2 separate regions of the Sus scrofa genome follow, and region 1 is linked to region 2. The links are chromatin contacts, called in public HiChIP or PLAC-seq maps. All regions are on one chromosome and are shown on one strand. The core of a region is the stretch at or near the end of the contact, and the rest is flanking DNA. Distances in the headings are between cores, read along the strand shown.

The links. HiChIP or PLAC-seq counts read pairs in DNA pulled down with a chosen protein or histone mark.
Region 1: an H3K27ac HiChIP or PLAC-seq map of skeletal muscle shows a contact between it and region 2. The contact joins the enhancer-like site here to the promoter of USP25 in region 2. A contact is called at or near these places in 1 of 5 promoter capture datasets (fetal liver), 8 of 47 Hi-C or Micro-C datasets (alveolar macrophages, embryonic fibroblasts, heart right ventricle and 2 more) and 2 of 2 datasets of contacts at active chromatin or transcription factors (alveolar macrophages and skeletal muscle).

The regions. Positions count from the first base shown.
Region 1 is chr13:180,657,992-180,663,246 of Sscrofa11.1, forward strand. USP25 (ubiquitin carboxyl-terminal hydrolase 25) reads left to right here. Exons shown (of 24, transcript XM_021070825.1): 11 at 363-490; 12 at 839-934; 13 at 2,106-2,267; 14 at 2,883-3,109. Among named protein-coding and RNA genes, the nearest start is that of USP25, 90 kb to the left of the region's middle. Within about 2 kb of position 3,355, at least 5 of the 83 cell types and tissues checked have an H3K27ac peak or open chromatin away from gene starts, as enhancers often do. A contact at or near this core is called in skeletal muscle, where this site is marked.
Region 2 is chr13:180,567,958-180,573,098 of Sscrofa11.1, forward strand. It overlaps USP25 (ubiquitin carboxyl-terminal hydrolase 25), which reads left to right and starts at 3,062. Exons shown (of 24, transcript XM_021070825.1): 1 at 3,062-3,550. The coding sequence starts at 3,506.

The DNA of each region.
Region 1 (5,255 bases), core at 2,105-4,604, 90 kb after region 2:
AACTTTCACATGCTGCAGGCACAGCCAAAAAAAAAAAAATAATAATTATATATATATATATATATATATATATATATATTACCATGTAAGAAGGAAAGCCATTAGAAGATTTTCTCTATCCTGGTTGTGCATTAACCTCATTGGAATTTTCCAAAGGTGTGAAAAATTTTTAGGAAGAAGTTGAGTTTTAATACTAAATTGCATACCCAGTCAGTTACTTGTGACATTAGCATTGTGATGATTAATGTAAAAATGTAAATGTAATGTAAAAATGCCACTGCTGACTAATATCCTGTGCCTGAAATTGCAGTGGAGAAAACAGAAAGGTGATGTAAACTTTTTTTGTTATTGTGTTCCTTCAGCATTGGTTTACTGAACTACCGCCTGTGTTAACATTTGAGTTGTCAAGATTTGAATTTAATCAGGCATTGGGAAGACCGGAAAAAATTCACAACAAATTAGAATTTCCTCAAGTTTTATATCTGGACAGGTATGGTTTGGTATAAGGCCTGACTTAGTTTTGAAACAGTTTAGTATCCAAGTGAAGAGTTATTGTACTTAGAGAAAATTTTTGCTCGATTTTCTTCAATTTAATTTTTACTTTTTGCGTAATGTATGTTACACCATTTGTCAAGGAAAACAGAATTCTCTTTTTATTTTGAAAACTATAGTTGCCGGGAATAATGTTAAGTAAAAAGACTAATTGTATTGTTTATCTGATGTTTTACTATAAAATTTTGAATGAGTTGATCTTTTTTGGTGATGGCAAGACAGTTTTATATCTGCTTCCATGATATTTAGAAATTCTAGTAATTGCTGTTTTTCTTTTTCCTGATAGATACATGCATAGAAATAGAGAAATAACAAGAATTAAGAGGGAAGAAATCAAAAGACTAAAAGATTACCTCACAGTATTACAACAAAGACTAGAAAGGTATTGTAACTTTTATGAAATTATGAGCTAACTATAGGAAGTCATATCCTTAGTGACTGTCTAGACCTTTAGTTTTGAATTTGTTTTGAATGATTTGTAATTCTAGGAGTAGATAAACATTCTGCATTGATATTTTACTTGAATAGTTCAGGCTTGAGTTTCATTAGCCACTAAAGTAATTCATAGTTGGCATTAGATGATTATTGTTTAAATATTCCCACAGTCAACAGGTAACACTCAAGGTACTGAAAATAGATGTTAAGTTAAACTAATCTGTGTTTGAGGTTTCTTCTTGCACGAGACTAAATATTACTCTTCAGATTTCCATTGAAGTGAATAGTGACTTGAGTTTTTCTCCTTAACAGCAAAAGACATAAATTCAGATGCATACAAGAGCCTCCTGGGGGATTTATAAAAAAAAGGAAAGCAAGTTAGGCATAAGCTTTTGGGCAAAGGGAATGGAGAGAGCATACCCCTGTGGAGAGGGGGTAGCTGCCATCCACACTAGGGGGTGGGTACTATGCATGAATGTCATCTCGCGGGTGTCCAGAGCATATAGTTGTTTTGAAAGAAGTCCAGAATCTGGACTATCAGATATTCTGTAGTTTAGACAGAAGTCTACAGCCTGAAATGTGGTGTGAAAGATCCTAGTTTGCAACCTCTGATTTAATCTGTATTCCTTGCTTAATGTTTGAAAATTAGTAGCCTAAACTTTTTAATGCAAAATATTAAAATTATTGAAAATTTTACAGATATTTCTTAAAAAGTATCAGTCATCATATTGAAAAAAAAGTTAGAGGTAAAAGGTAGGAGGACAGCATTAGTCATCATCTTGACATGAGGCTAGACGACAGATCTCAAAATCAAAACAGTCTCACGGGATGGACCTGTCAGTTTTCGTTTTACCCTTGGGTTACAACCTAAGAACAGCATTTAGAATTTATAACAGTATATGCACACATTGTCTTAATCATATTTAGTTTTGTTCCTTTGGAGAACATTTATTTCTTGAGTGTATATTCAGTTTTACCATCTTTATTTGAATAAAGCAAAATTATTTTCATTGTTGAGGAAGATGCATCGAAGTGTTTTTGTCATGTTTTATAATTATTAAAAACACAAATGTGGTTTATGTATAATTGAAAGCATGTATATATTTTATGGTTAACAGGTATTTAAGCTATGGTTCAGGTCCCAAACGATTCCCCTTGGTAGATGTTCTGCAGTATGCCTTGGAATTTGCCTCAAGTAAACCCGTTTGCACTTCTCCTGTTGATGATATTGACGCTAGTTCCCCATCTAGTGGTTCCATACCATCACAGACGTTACCAAGGTAAAAAAGTTTTCTTCATAGAAGCCATAGCTATGTTACTGTATTGTACAATAATGTAATGAATACCTTTAAAGAAGGCTTTATAAAATATATGTTTTGATTTATTTCAGGGAACTCTAAAAAGATTAGATTCACTTAGAAGATATTATGTCTCCCACGTGCTTTCTTATTTCGCTGTTTCAATTCATTTTATAGTTGTAGGTTGAAATTTTCATCAGACTTATACTTTAGGTTGTTTTCATATATTATATGCATCAACCTTTTATCTGTGAAAATACTACTGTTTAGTTAGAAACTTTTTTTGTAACATGAGCAGGAAGTATTAGGAAGGGAAGGTTTTTATAGTTCCGGTTTATGTAAGATTCATTTACATAAATACGATCACACCATTTCTACCATAGTTCAAAACCTCAGTTTTATTCTTACAAAGATGTAGTTCCATATATTAAGAATTTCATTAGGACATTAGATTAACCTACATATTTCTTTTTTTAAGAAAACCTTTTCCTTTTGAAATTATAAGCCAGTTTAATGCTTGTGTTTGACATAGTCTTTGTCCTGAGCTTCAGTTTGGAAGGTTCAATAGTAAATATTTTATGCTTTAAAAAAAAATAGCACAACAGATCAGCAGGGAGCTCCTTCTTCAGAGCTGCCAAGCACATCGCCTGCATCGATAGCTGCCATTTCATCGAGATCAGTAATACATAAACCATTCACTCAGTCTCGGATACCTCCAGACTTGCCCATGCATCCAGCACCAAGGCATATAACAGAAGAAGAACTCTCTGTGCTAGAAAGCTGTTTACATCGCTGGAGGACAGAAATAGAAAATGACACCAGAGGTAAGAAGCTTCTCATAGCATAACTCTCTCACCTGAAATGGATACGATTAATGTTAACATTGAGAAGAGAAATCACATATGTAAATATTTAAAGTTGTTTTGTTTTGTTTTTCTAGAAAGTGTTTTCTTTAAGATCAAGCAGTTTGGCTTTCATTTTTATGATTTTAATATCAGGTTCAGAGAGACCAAAAGACTTTCCTTGGATTACGTAGCTGATTAATGACCTAACAGATGGTCTAATTTTCTAGTTTGTTGCTCTAAATTTATATCAAACTGGTATTCACAGGTACTCCATTGGCGAAACATTACACAGGATCACATTTTGTATTTACCAGTTGTGTACTTCCCTTGAAGTTTCACAGTGAGTTCAGGTGTTCAAAATTTTTTTATTAGGTTAAGGATTGGAAATGTGAATTTTAACTTTAGTCTGCTCTAGCAGATTTCCAAATATGATCTTTTAGCTCGGTGCCTGTCTGTAACAAGTTTTGTCTGACATGTAGCAAAATAAGAAAAAAAAGGACATTGCTCTGGGGCGGGGTTGGGGGGTGTTGTATGTTATTGTTAAGTTGCCGTCTCTCGATTCTTCGAAGGAACTCTCTTTTATATCTCCGTCCTACTTTACTGTTATCAAAAATCTTTTTGAAAAAAAATTGAATCAATATTAATATGTTGTGGTAGATTTTACCATAATTTTGCTTTCATGTCAGAATGTAATACCCTATTATTCCTCCCCAGTTTTATCCTAAGTCTGTTGATCTGTGAAGAAAGACAAATGTAGGAGTTACTGTTTTATACAAATGTTGGAATTGTGCTAAACAATATCAGTTGCTAGATTTTTGGAAGACCAGCTAGATGCTTTATAGACAAGACACAAATAAAGAGCAGTCCTGATTTAATAGGGAGTAAATAGGGTATGGTGGCAACTAACAGCATTCGTAACTGTGAAGAGTTCCTGTAGTATTTTTCATATATGAGAATTTTTTATGTTTGAAATCATTGGTAAAGATTAGTTAAGCACACAGTTTTTCCTGAATGCTATGCTAGGTGTTGGATAATTTTCTACTGGACTGGGCAGGTTGTGTTTGTTTTATAAGATTATATTCAGAAGGCTGAAAAGCTAAGAAGGTAGCTTTGGCACCAAGGTAGTGGCATTGAGGGAGGAAAGAAATGAATTTCTTGTATTCTTTGAAGACAACTGACAGATTTGAGTCATTGACAAGAGGGGGTTGGGGAAGGTTCCTGTAGTTCTTCATAATGGTGTGAATAACCACACAGATAGAATGCACTTTGGAAAAGGGCAAACTGGTGGGCGAGCAGGCCTTCACCTTGTGGAAAGAAGTAGGAATACGATGAGTCCCCTTTTGGCCATTTTAAGTTAGAGGAACTTGAGAGACATTCATGTCATAAGGTTCTGAACCTATAATACTGTGGATCAAGTAAGATTTCGCTTGGAATGTTTGTTCCCTCCCTTTTGTCCCTGTTAGTATTTGCTGTTAGCATTATAAACCGTTATTTAGTATCCCGATACAGGAGTAGATGTAATTCATTTAATTTCTGTATTGTTATTCACTACCCATAGTGCTGGCCTTCTACATGCATATTAACCTACTTTTTGAGTAGAATATATTAAAAATGTCCTTTCCGATCCAAAGTTTATATATTTTAAATTTTGACTATTTAAAAATCTCCCCCCCCAAACATTGAACCAGTTTATATTCTCACTAATTGTGTGTAAGAGAACCTGTTTCCCAGTATTGTCCCTAGCCCTAGGTACTTTTAAATCTGTAGCAGTTTCAGTTGAAATGAAAATGGTATTTCAGTGTTTTGGTTGCATTTCATTAATTATGAGTGAAATTCTATTTTTCTATGCATTTTTTATATGTGACAGTTATGGTTTTATATGGAGCCCTTTGTCTTTATATTATTGCTTAATAGTAACTTTAATGCTATGGGTATTAACCTGTTGGTTGTAGTGTAGGCCACAAATAATATTTTTCCAGTTTGTCATTTGACTTTCTTTATGTTGATTTTTGTTTTTATAATATAGATTTTCTTAAATTTGGGGAGGTAGTCTTATCTTTTAATTTATGGTTATTGGATTTTCTATCAGGCTTAAAAAGGCCTTTCTCTACTCTAAATTTACTAA
Region 2 (5,141 bases), core at 1,812-4,311:
CACCTCAGAATGTGACCCTACTGGGAGATAAGGTCTTTAAGGAGGTGATGAAGTTAAAATAAAGCTGATGGAGTGGGGCCCTCATCCTATGACTGTCCCTTGTAAAAAGAAGAGACACCAGAGTAGGACCTCGAATCAGGGTAGGCCAATCTGGTGAAGGCAGACATTTGTGGAGGCATCAGGAGGTGGCATCTGCAAGCCCAGGGGAGAGGCAGCAGGAAAAACCAACCCTGCTGGTACCTTGATCTTTGACTGCCAGCCTCCAGAACTGTGAGAAAATAAATTTTGTTGTTTAAGCCACTCAGTCTGTGGTATTTTGTTATGGCTGACCTAGCAAACTGATACACTGATCAAAGAAGCAACACCTGGAGACTCTCAGTGGGTGAGGCACCACTGATGGTGGAAGAGATTGGAAATGATTTTGTTCTTTTTTTTTAATCTTATAAAACAATATGGCTGCCAGGACCACAAAGCTGTCCTACTGGAATTAGCTGGAATTAGACATGCACTGTAAAGGCATAAATAAATTTGTTTTCTCTCCTTTGTGGTTGCCCACTTAATAAGCATTTTATTGTGCATGTATAAGGCAGAAAGTACTCTTACAGGTTCCAATTTCTGAACACTCTATCACTGAATGGTGCGCTTGTGACATCATAGAAATCCTTCTCTTTGAATGATTGCTTATAGTTCTCTTATTGGTGGAAATAAAATTATGCCATAATGTCCATACACCTAAAAAAACCCCATAATTCCAATTTGCTCTGAAACATTTAAAAAACATTCTTTTGTTGTGGAAATTGTTTACATCTACCCTGTAAATTGAATGTTTCCACATTTTTCTTGTCTTACAAATGTGATTTGGTAACACATTAGACTTTGGGTGTCCAGAAATAGATTTTCAAACCCTTTCTACACAAAGAGAAATAAAGTCAAGATAGAATAATATGAATTTCCTTGGTTCATATATTAGACACAATACTGAATATTGCTAGAAACATCATTTTGATCCAAAATGGAAAAATAGATTAAACATTTAATTTTATATGAAATCCTTCACTTTACCTGTTTAACTAAGTGTCAACAATCTGGAGCAATGCAATAATTTAGAAATTATTAAATAATGTAATGAGGATACATAATTCCAACAACTATCCATATTAAGGCTAACTCATGAACAGCAAAACTAACATTGTGCTATCTGGCAATGGGTCTTTTGTGCACATTTATCTCAAATATTCAAATTTTCATCATCTATTTATTCCAGCTGTATGTTTTCTAAACAAACAAACAAAACAACCCCCCTAAAAAAAAAAAAAAAAACACCCAAAACCAAACAAATCTACAGGGGAACTTGAAATTTACTTCTCAAAGTTCTACAAAACCATAATTAAGATTTTAAAAAAAAGAAACTGGGAAACCATCACAAATAATCTAGGAATGAATGATCAAAGTGGGCAAGTACAAACTACTCTATAAAGAGCTTTATTTGATAACTATACAATAATCACTGGTAAGATAATTTTTTTGTGTGTGGAACTAAAAAAATCTAACTCAGAGGAACATTCATTGCCAAATTTTAGAAAATTAACTTTTGTATCTGGCAATATCTTTTTTAAACCACAGTACTAGTTTTTTTTTAATGTTAAATTTAACTTACATTCAAATATTGTGAATCAGATTTTTAAAAATCTATAAAACAAAGAAGCAAAGTTGATATGTTGGAAAGAATATTCATCAATAAATGAGGAGAAAATGAACTCTAGTATGCATTCATTCACAAGTCACCCTCTTTGGGTCTCAGTGTTCTCATAAAAATTTTGTTCATTCTGTCAGAACTGTTACATTATTCCTAAAATTCTGGGTTTCCAGCCATTTCACAACTTTCCAAATTCTTCTGGCAGAAATGTAAGACAGCAATAAAATAAAATTTGTAATCTGTCAAGATCAAATGAGCAAATAAACATGAAGATGCAAGGGAAAGACCTCAAAAGGTGGTTGAAAACATCTAAGGTGCAGAGTAAAGCCAGTTTGTAAAGTGTAGAGATTGATTACAAAAGCTTAGGAGTTACTGTGATCCATGATTATTAAATATAACCAGATAATATTTCAGTGATCATGTGCCAAACTTGCTTTTCTTTCAAATTAAAAATTATACCTACATTTGCATATTTGTGTATTATATTTGTGACAATATGCACTGATTATTCTTTCCCTTCCACTGCTGCACCCTCATATCCTATCCCCACATTAGCTAGTGAAACAAGATATTTTTGAGACTAGAAATTGCTTTCTTAACAGTAGGTTTTCCATACAATTCCATATATAGTCAGGTATTCCAAGCAGGGTGTTTAATTGATAATTTGCTTGGCAACTGGGACATTAGATGATGTACCATCTAGACAGTGACTATATTTCATTTACATCAAATTATCGGAAAATGAACCTTATTTCTCAGAGCCTAGCAGTGACTGGCACATAATTGAATGAAAGAAGTAGACAAAGAATATCAATATTCATTTATATAATGATTACTTAAGGAGAAATGTACATTCTAGCATAAAGACTTCTGACAGCCTTTTGCTTAAATTACACTTGACTTTTCCCTACGGGCAAGTTTACTGCTAGTGAAATTCCTAGAAAGGCCTGGGGAGAAGACTGGAGATACAGAAAGGAGCCAGGATTCCGGACAGAAGGCGTTTGGGGGACGTTACGGGGCTAGCAGGAAAACGTTTGGTCCTGGAGGAGTTCAGAAACCCAGCAGTCCGACAAACCCAGGGCACAGAGACGAACGCTGCCCTCGGGCCTCGGCTGGAAGCTTTGCAGAGTCAAGGGAAGGCGTCGCGCAACCTGCCGCAGGGGCAGCTCCGAGGCCCGGCCCGCGTGGCGTTTCCCCGCCCCGCCCCGGGAGCGGCGTGATGGGGGCGTGCTCCCGGGCGGCCCCGCCCCCGCCCGCCGCCCTGTGGGTCACAATGTAGGGTTAGGGCGGCCGGCGGGCGGGGCTCGGCGGGGGAGGAGCTGCCGGGCGGGGGCGGTGACGGCGGCTGGGGGAGGGGAAGGGAGGAGGAGTCGCGGAGGGAGGAGGACAGCGCCATTCCGGCCGGCCGCTCCCTCTGTCCCCTCTCCCTTCCCCGCAGTGGCCCGCGAGCCGCCAGTGAAGGAGCGCGCGCGCGCGCGCCCGTGACGCGTCCGGGCTTGCTTGCGCCCTCCCGCGCCCCAGCGTCGGCCGCCAGCTCATGGCCCGGGCCGGGGCCGACGAGCCGCGCTAAGGCGGGCCGCGCGGAGTCGTGGGGCCGCCGCCGTGGCCCTCCCTGTCCGCACCTCGCCGCCACCCCCGGTGCCCGCGCACGCCGGCCGCCATCGCCTTCGCGCCTGGCTGGCGGGGGCGCTGTTTTCCCCCGCCGTCCGCGCCGCTCCCTGGAGCTCGGCGGAGCGCGGCTGCCAGGGCCGGCGGAGGCACGAGGAGCCGGACCCCGTTGCCTGTGTCGCCGCCGGCGCCGCGGGGGCCATGACCGTGGAGCAGAACGTGCTGCAGCAGAGCGCGGCGCAGAAGGTGAGGCGAGCCCGCGAGCCGGCGCGGCCCAGCCCGGCTCCTCCTTCCGACGTGCCGCCTGGCCCGCCTCGGCTGGGAGCTCCCCGGTCTCCCTCGCCGCCGCCCCGGCCTCGGCTGCCCCGGCGTCCCCCCCGCTCCCCGCTCCCCGCCGCCCTACCCTTCTTGGGGGCGAAGCGCCCAGTTCCGGGCTGTGTGTGGAAAGCGAGGTGTAGTTAGCGGGTTTCACTCCAGTTCCTTCTCGCCGATTGTTTTCCTGTAACAGACGGTGCCGGGTGTTTATTGAGAGCGACCTCGCATTCCTACACTCCTCTCTCTGACTTCTTAATTAAACTTTATCTTCCTCCTCTTTAAAAAAGAAGAAATAGCCAGGTTGTCACCCTTTCCGAACACAGTTTTTATTTTCAAGGGAGGAGCATTCCAGGCCTGCTATTTTGCAAAAAGGTCTCCACCAGAATTGAATTGCCTGCCTGGCGGGGCAGGTACGTTAACCAGGTGGATTCAATGTAAAAGTAGAGGGTTTGGTTCGTTCCCTTTTTTCTTTTTTTCTTTTTCTTTTTCTTTGTTTTGTTATGTTTCTTTTTTTCTTTTTTTCTCCCTGAATATAGAAACTGGCCATGTTTAGTCCAGGAATCGTTTGTCCCCTAAGTTTGACCTTGTAACACATTCAAATGGTCACTCACTTAAGTTAAAAAAAAATGTGGGTTTGTGAAGCTTCAGATCTTCTACAGTAAGCAGTGAGAGATGCTTCCCCCCCCCAGATTTTGCTTTCCGAATCTCAAATGCACTATCATGGCTTGCACCATATCCAGAAGAGTAGTTGGCTATGACTTAATTTTTTTTTTTTTTGATCATTTGTGTGAAAAGCGTTTTGGGCAAAAGGAAAACATTGCTTTACTCGACTTGAAATTATGGGGGTAACCCGGGTTTACTGGGAGTAGCTACTAAAACCTGTATCTGGTTTTTCTGGAAGAGGAGTGGATGCCCCACCCTGTTGTAGTTGGGGCATAGCTATATCCTATCTGTGCTTGATTTTAGAATAAAGCCTGCTGTCCTAAAATGAACACTGTGTGTACTCACAGCTTGCTGAATTTTTGCTTTGAGATTATTTTTAGAATTTCATGATAGTACTTGAGGTAATTGAAGATGCTTAAGAATTTTGGAAAGCAAGGATAGTGCATTGTTATTTTAGGCACTTTGGGAAAGTTGTCTTTGGAACTCTTGTGTGTTAGTTAACTGTTACTGGTAAATTTAGCAGATTATTACAGACTGCAGTTTATTTACTGTGAATTTCGTGAACAGTGTCTCCGAATCCCCTCTATTCTGTTTTGAATGCCTTAAATTTTAGTTTTCCCGATGTTGAGAATATGACAAAGTGTTAATACTTAATGGAGGATCTTATTGGTCATATATATACTAAGCAATATTTAAGAGGTTTGGTGTTGTTTCTGTTTATGGTTCTCTTCGGTGTTGAATATTCAGGCCTTTTTGTTTCATAGTGGAAAATATAGCTCATATTTTTTGTATCTTAAATTTGAACAATAGCAAGAAGTTTGTGAATTTATTACATTGATTTTGGACTAAAATACTTCTT